Regions from separate parts of the Siniperca chuatsi genome. Here region 1 is linked to region 2. Evidence: chromatin contacts called from public Hi-C data. All regions are on one chromosome and are shown on one strand. The core of a region is the stretch at or near the end of the contact, and the rest is flanking DNA. Distances in the headings are between cores, read along the strand shown. Region 1 overlaps myo10 (unconventional myosin-X). Region 2 holds the start of basp1 (brain acid soluble protein 1 homolog).

Region 1 (4,345 bases), core at 1,615-4,114, 96 kb before region 2:
GTGCTGGCTCATGGCCGACAGGAACTTCAGGATCAGCTTGGTGCTTTCTGTTTTCCCAGCGCCGCTCTCTCCACTGAGGGGGAATAAAACACACAAGTGGTAAGTATACTATCATCTAAAGTGATCTTGAGCATGGCACTGGCCTCCCTGTAGAGAGGGACATGAGAACAATTATTTCCCCACAGGGGTAATAGAGAATCGCAATATAATTATTTCATATCATTTTTTCATCTTCTTCTTCTTGTCTTTGAAAATAATGATATTACTTTTCTTATTATTATTAGATTAGATTCAACTTTATTGTCATTTCACATGTACAAGTACAAGGCATCGAAATGCAGTTGACGTCTAACCAGAAGTGCAGTAAGCAAGTGCAGGATATAAAGTGTGTGCATAAATGCAGATAGAGCAGTATTATGAAAATATTTTACAAGTGATACTATGGACATTATGTACAGATGGCATTACTATAAACAGAAGTATACTGATGGATATGTACAATACTGAATTGGACTGGGCAGAACAGTTGATGTGTAAGTGTTTTCTGTAGTAGTGGCAGATGTTGTAGCAGTAGCCATAACAGTAGTCACAGTACTGGAAGTAATAACTGCAGTAAGAGAAGCAGCTATAGTAGTAACACCAGTAGCAGTAGAACTAGCAGTGGCAATACAACCCAAATAAACATGGCTCCTATATGTTTCAAATGTTTTAGGATGTAGATCGCTGCAATAAATAAGTTATATAGGCTTAAAAGTGCTTGAGTAGTAATTTCAGAATCAACATTTTATTATTTTTCATGTTTCATAAATAATAATGAATGTTTGAAACCTGGTTTTTATTTCTACAGTGATTTGAAAGGCAACTATCAGTCCAGCATTCAGACAGACCCATCTTGTGTCATCTGGTCTTTGACAGCCTCCAGCATCTTTTCAGACTTTTGATTAGAGCAGAGAAAAGTTTGACCTCAGTTCGTCAAAACATCTGAAAACTGTGTGTGGGTGGAGCGTGTCTTTATTTAAGGGGAGTGAGTGTCTTTGCCTGCAGGTTGTTGAATAAACGCCTGCTGCAGGTTTAAACTATCGCTTACTCACAACGAACTGGGTCAGAGGTGAATTAGGTGTTGATGACTCATGATTGAACCACACAGACGCACGCCGTTTTCACATGTAGCTGACAGCATCATGGGAAATACTCAGGGTACATGTTCCAAAACCTAACCACTAGATGGCGCACTGGACACTGCTAATTAGCTGTGTACTGGCTGCCATAGCTGTCATCTACTGATTGTTGCCTATGAATGAAATCCAGAATGCAACAACACACCAACAGGCCTCAAAGCCACACATGAAGATCAATATGATGGGAACACCTTCATCTTGTTCTCCAGAACTGCATAGAGGCATTGTAGGGTGGTGACGCATGACGGGAGAAAACTGTGTAGTGGAACTTATAAACAATAAACAAACAAGAATACTCACATGGCAAGCTATCAAGAGGCTAACAAGAGAACAAGATTTAGTCAGACAGCGAAACATGTAAAGTACAAGATGGACAGATTTTCAAAAATTGCTTAATGCAGATTTAATGTATATCTGCTTTAGTTCTGTTTTAGTTCAGGAGCTAATAGTAGACGAAATGTTAATGCTAATGTTGTCTGTGTTTGCTAGATGTGTAAAGAGGCATCTGTCTGCTAACATGTTAGCCACATCAACTTTATAAGATGATAATATATGAATTTTGTGTTTAGGGCTTGTTCCGCTGCCCCCAAGTGGGCAGAAATCACCAATCACCGCTGCTTTAACTTTTCCATTTGCATAACAGTAACTAACGGAAACATGCAGTTCATATTCTTGATAATGTTATTTCAATTAAATAGAATTAAGCTTCAGGTATTGTGGTACAAATTTTCCCAAAATTGTTAAAGGATGATAGAAATTAAATTGGTTTAGGACATGGATTTTGTTTGCTTCACAAAGTGGGCATGGCAGAAAAAAAGTTTGAACCAATGAAATGAAAGATACTTCTACCCCTGTAGAGTTATGAAAGACTTCTATAAATTTAAGTACAGGTTTCTTCACAGAATATTACTATTTAAGTGGCGAGGACCCATCAGAACCATTGGCTGCAGTTCTGTATAGTAACACCATGACACATGATTTTACTGACAGTGATGGTACCATTCAGGGTTTTGGCTGTATACACTATAAGCTCTACACTCGACAGAGCCGACATTTAAAACAGCTGTTCTCCATTCACTGTGGTGATGACTATGATTGTGCTTGTCAAACCACCTGACAAGCTTCATCAGCCTGATCCGTAATCACTGGTGTCCAGCGTCACTCTCATCCCACTGCAGGCTTTGTTTACACACCGACTGACTGCTTTGGAGACATTTTTCCATTCATTATTATCTGAGCGTCTCATACAGTCTGGCAGCAGACTGGGATGGATTCTGGGGGTCTGTAACAACTTTGTTTTAATTTGTAATGTTGTTTTTTTTGTTGACTCTTAGACTGAAACAGGTTTGTAGTTTGTGTGTTATATCACATTATGAACAATCTTCATCTTTTCTGTCTACAAGCCAAATAGTTACAAGGAAAATCATCTAAAAATCAACCACCGAAACTGCTGTTAAGTCATATTTCTCCCCTGCAGAAACAAACAGCGTGATGCCTGACGAAAGCCCTCACAAACCTCTCAGGGACATTAAACATGAACCTGGCAACCCACAGCCACACCAGCGTTCAGGCTGGCCACGTTAATTATTAACCTGAAGACCCATTACACAGACACTGAGAGCAACTCGAGAGCATTAGATTAGACCCCAAAAGACACATTATTCAACACAAACAGGACGCTTCACAGCAGAGGTGTCCTTCACAATTAAAAACACACACCAAGACCTTTAGAAGATATGCTGGTGGCCATAAGCATACACAATAACTACAACAACAGCTCTGTTGACTTGAATAAAGGAATAAAGGTTTGAAAAAACAATGAGAATGGCTGTTTTTAAAAGGAGCATACTAGTGGTTTTTCATGTTTTATTCTGTTTATTACAAATCATATAGTTCCTTCTGACCATATTTCAGTGCAGCCTTTTTAAAACCAATCTACACATTCAACTACATTACCAGATAATGCTAGTACTAAGTGTCTGCAAGTAAATTGAATCGAAGTTAAGAAAATACAAAACTCTAAAACACCAGAGAATGTCTTAGTTAATGGTCACAAGTGATGTGGAGTTGAGTAGAGCGCAGGCATTTGTTTTAAAATCCACTATATGGCTTCTTAAATGTTAGCTTTTTTTTCAAATGAGTGTTGCTTTTCACTTCTGTAAACATTTTATGACAGTAGGTGGGATTCATTTTAAGAACAAAACTCTTCATTTGGATAATGGCTGGGTGGCTCCCCATAGGGCAGTCACAGGGAGGGTTTTCACAGCAGAAGTGCTGTAAACTGAAATGTTAGAAACGCCTGGAGAATATTGAGGCTGCTTTTCCTGCAGCACAGAAAGTGATGTGTTTTTTGCTTCCAGTTTGCTTGCAATAAAGAGGCATCAAAGAACAATAAAGAGAGCACCAAGGCAGTGAGCAGAAGCCACAGCAGCTGAACAGACAAGGAAGGCGATGATTAGTCAACTAAGTGATTAGTTGATTAGAAGATTAATCAGCAACTATTTTGGGAAACGTTTCATTGTTCGAGTCATTTTTTTGAGCAAAACATTCAAATATTTTCTGGTTTAAGCTTCCTCAAAGTGAGGATTTGCTGCTTCTCTTCATTTTGTATGATACTTAACTCAATATGTTTCAGCTTTGGACTGCTGGTCGAACAAAACAGGCAAAATGAATAGATCAACTTGGGCTCTGCGAAATTGTAAGGGACCTTTTATAAACTGAACGACTGATATATTAATCAAGAAAACAATGTGCAGATTATCAACATCTGGTCTTTACTCAGCTCCCATCAATAAAGAATCCCTCGTATCTGTCCAATTAGGTCAATTTGAAGCATTTGAAGCAAAGACAGCTTCCGCTCATCGGGTGACATTTGAATCGGACACAAGTTTAAGGTAGCACCACTGTCTTCCATGAACAACCCCACAATCAAAGTACAGATCGCTGATACATAAAGAGCACCTTGAAAACAAATTAGAGGCTTGTTTTATATATTGCATGTGCATGTTACATGAACTGACAGCAGACTGAGGGAATTCTACTGGAAAAGAGGCAGTGGGTAGCATACAGACGGACTACATTACAGCATATCCTCCTCCTGGGGCGTTATGGTGGTTCAGAGGCCTGAGGATTATACCATATAGTCGCGACACTGTAAAAAACATCCA
Region 2 (3,726 bases), core at 331-2,830:
GTGCTGGTTTTCATTGGTTCAATCAAACAAACACACGGGATCATCAGGAGACACTTCCTCAGCAGAATGTTTCATAGAGACAAATGAGATGTCTCAATTCTTTGCAAACACTACCATCTGGTGTCTAAGTGTCAGTACTGCAAAGAAACCACTGAGCAGCATGGAAAGCCCTGACATTGCACATTTTATTTTCAGCCAACAAGTACGACATTGACGCCTTCTTTTGGTAAACACAAAGTGCATCTTGAGACGCCTTCAGTAACTCTGGCAAAAGCACCAAACTCTTACTGTATCACTGTCATCTCTATCATTTTGTAGCAATTCTAGAAATTGGTTTAATCAAATGGATCGAACAGTTATATTTATGTATATATATATATATATATGTAATATATTACATTTTATTGAGCTTCATTTTGACACAGGAGATGTCAGGCCATGTTTTAGTATTATTACAATAACAAACAATAAGTCGAATCATTGATTTGTCAATGGACATAAATTCATTATAAAAAAAGATAATCGAGTCATCACATAGTTATTTATTATTAGTATTTATCAAGGCAGTATGCCCAATATCTTTTGGTTCCAGCTTCTCAAATGTGAGGCTTTACTGCTTCTCTCTGTTTTATATCATTGTGAACTAGAATATATTTAGATTTTAAACGTTTGGTGAAAACAAAGCACCGTACGTTCTCCAAACCTTTTCCACTGTGACAAAACAGATTATATCTGTGAGCTGGATGAAAAGGCTTTTGTTGCTTGAATGTAATGAACTAATAGTTATGATGCTTTACACAGATTAAACCCAACTTTGCTTACACACTAATGTATAAATAATTTAACATCCAGAAAGGGGAAAAACCTCCGAATGATGAACGGATTCTAGGTACATTTCACTTTCTTTCTTTTTCTTAACCTAAAATGCAGGACAAATGGAGTATTTACTGATCAGAGAGTTTAATTAGCTAAAGGATCGGAGTTCTAGTTCCACCTGTAGGGTGTCAAGTGCATCCAGAGTACCAACAAGTCCTCCACACTAAAGACAGGAACAGTCTGGAGCTGCAGTGAATGGCAGGGGGCGCACAGAGACAACAAACATTGAGACAGACTTATGATGGAGGAGTATTTCCACTAAAACAAGCGCAGAGACATTTACATTCCCATCCAGAGCGCAATAAAACATCTCGGGTAATTATTTACCAATAACACAAATCCACCACGAAGAAGAGATTTTACAAATACACATCAAGTGCCCTAAATATATTTGGTGCAAGTAACTTCCTCTTTGGAAACAGAGCTATTGTGATAAATGTTGGAATATTGTAGGAACATTACAGTGGTAGCACTGGCGATGAAATTACCATAAAGTACAATTGAATATCGTATATGATCATGAATCACCATAAAGTACCGTATTGTCTGCACAAACTCGCTCAAACTGTTGACGCGTCATAACGCTTTATTAGATATTATAGAAAGACCGTAAACCACATTTTCCTCGAGGGGACAATTTGGGTTGTGCATCTACTGTGTGCGTGCGTGCACAATGGACGCGCGTGCGTGTGCGTTTGGGTGCGTGTGCGCGCAGGCGGAGGATCGCCGAGTCGAACCGTACCGTGCAGCAGGCACAAGCCGCTGGGCGCGCAGGAGAAGCCGCAAAAAATTACAGCAGCCGCTACTTGAAACTGCGAGGAGAGCAGAGGGAGCGTCGGAACTTCAGTGTGCACGGTAAGGGTCCGTTTATTCCCCTCTGTTTCCCTCCAAAAGAGCGCTTTGGGTTGTGGCTATTTTATTTTTCTGTATTTTTTCATCCCTTTTGTCTTTTTTCCATCTCTCCATCTGGGGAGCCGGGGCGCACGCTGCGTGGATGAGTGTAGGAAATGAGACAAAAGATCCGGTCAATTTGATGGCAAAAAGCAAAACAACAAAAACTGAGCTGAATTGGAAAATTTAGAAATTCCAGAAATGTATTCTTCTTCTATCCTCCTTTTTTCCAGGCGAAAAAAAAAATGTGCACGAGCTTAAAAAAGGGGTGTGTACAGTCTCGAGGAACACGCGCTTCACCTTCAGACACAGATTCTCGTTTTTCACACTTTTATTGAGGAAAAATGCGCTTCGACTGCGCACAGAAGCGTCTCCTCACGCGCAACACGCACTGTATTATTTATTGATTGCCCTGAAATTGTTTATGATTATATAATTTCCGCAGGCTGCTAGGCAACGCAAAGGGGAGCGTTTTTTCTTCATAATTTACAGCCAGTAAACAGTTCAACATCCAGAGCCGAGAAGAGCCCTCTTCTGCTCGCCCCACCTCTTTGTCTGTGTGGAGGTGTGACACCATTTGGCTGCATGCAACTGGCACGCACGTATACACACTCTCACACACATTCAGTCTCTAACCAGATTATGTCATGATTCAGATGAATTATTGATCTCATATTTCCGTTTTATTGCACTGAGAAGGAGGGGGTGTCGATGGAGAATTGGCGGTTTACCTGAATCCCCCCCCCCCACGTACACAGACATTAAGTTCATCCTTTCACTCCGCTTCTGTTACTGCTGCGTCGATGTTGGATGTTATTTCAGCAGCAAACTTTATTAGCCATGTTCCGTCGGATAATTGCCTGGTCCTTTGTTTGCCGCGGCACGCATGCGCACTGGGAGTAGGGTGTGGATGGGAGAGATGCCACCTTGCCTATCAATAGGATGGAGAGGAGGAGGATGGAGAGATTTTAATTCTTGGTCTATTTGTTTGTTCAGTCCAGAGGAAAAAAAGATGATAGAAATAAAATGAGCTGCTTTTTGTTGCGGTGAGATCGCGCGCGCGTGTGTGTGTGTGTGTGTGTGTGTGTGTTGGAGGATGCTAGACGGAGCTTTGTGGGTGAATGGAGCCACAGTGATAGTGATGCTGTATCAGATGCTGTATTTTCACTGTAATATCATGCTGAAATAATGATTCAATTGGTCGATTAACCGATTAGTTGATGTAAAGAAAATTAATAAAGAGCAATGCTGATAATCAATTAATCGTTAAAGCAAAAATGCCAAATATTCTCTGCTTCCAGCTTTTCAGATGTGAAGATTTGCTGCTTTTCACTGCATTCTATCATTGTAAACTGAATATTTTTGGGTGTTGATGGAGATTTTTCAGTATCTTTCTGTCCTTTTATAGACTAAATGACTAATCGATTATTCAAAGAAATAAAAATTAGCATTAGCTGAAGCCCGAACTCCACCATGTGAGGTCAGTATAAAGGAATCCGACAGGACAGGTGCTTATACTGACCCAGATGGATGTCAGGTACTTTCTACCTCTATGATTTTCCTATGGTAGTCATATAGGGTATTGCTTATCTGCTGAATTCAACGTTGATATTTTAGTGAAATTGTTGTATGTAATATGTTTGTTATCTTCCATTATGTCACCATAATATACATGCAAAATGTATGTAATATTCCTTTAGGGTCATTAATTGTTTAATGATCTGCATTGATGAAAAGTAACTAAGCATTACTCAATTACAATTACAATTCTGGTGCTTGTGCGTGAGTATTTCCACTTAATGCTGCATTATATTTCTACTACACAACATTTTGCGAAATATACTTTTTACTCCACTGCAGCTTTAGTCACTAGTTACTTTACAGATTAACATTTTACATACAAAACCCATGATAAGCTTATTCAAAAATCATTAACCGTTTTATATCCTGTTGTAGGGT

Evidence for each region. A called contact is a pair of places that touch in the nucleus more often than the background predicts.
Region 1: a Hi-C map of skeletal muscle shows a contact between it and region 2, with 8 times the contacts expected there. The contact joins the enhancer-like site here to the promoter of basp1 in region 2. A contact is called at or near these places in 3 of 3 Hi-C or Micro-C datasets (liver, skeletal muscle and an unstated tissue).

The regions. Positions count from the first base shown.
Region 1 is chrLG13:3,448,735-3,453,079 of ASM2008510v1, reverse strand. myo10 (unconventional myosin-X) reads right to left here. Exons shown (of 41, transcript XM_044218490.1): 5 at 1-73. Among protein-coding and RNA genes, the nearest start is that of LOC122886389, 64 kb to the left of the region's middle. Within about 2 kb of position 2,864, the one cell type or tissue checked has an H3K27ac peak away from gene starts, as active enhancers do. A contact at or near this core is called in liver, where this site is marked.
Region 2 is chrLG13:3,352,133-3,355,858 of ASM2008510v1, reverse strand. basp1 (brain acid soluble protein 1 homolog) reads left to right here and starts at 1,580. Exons shown (of 2, transcript XM_044219254.1): 1 at 1,580-1,731.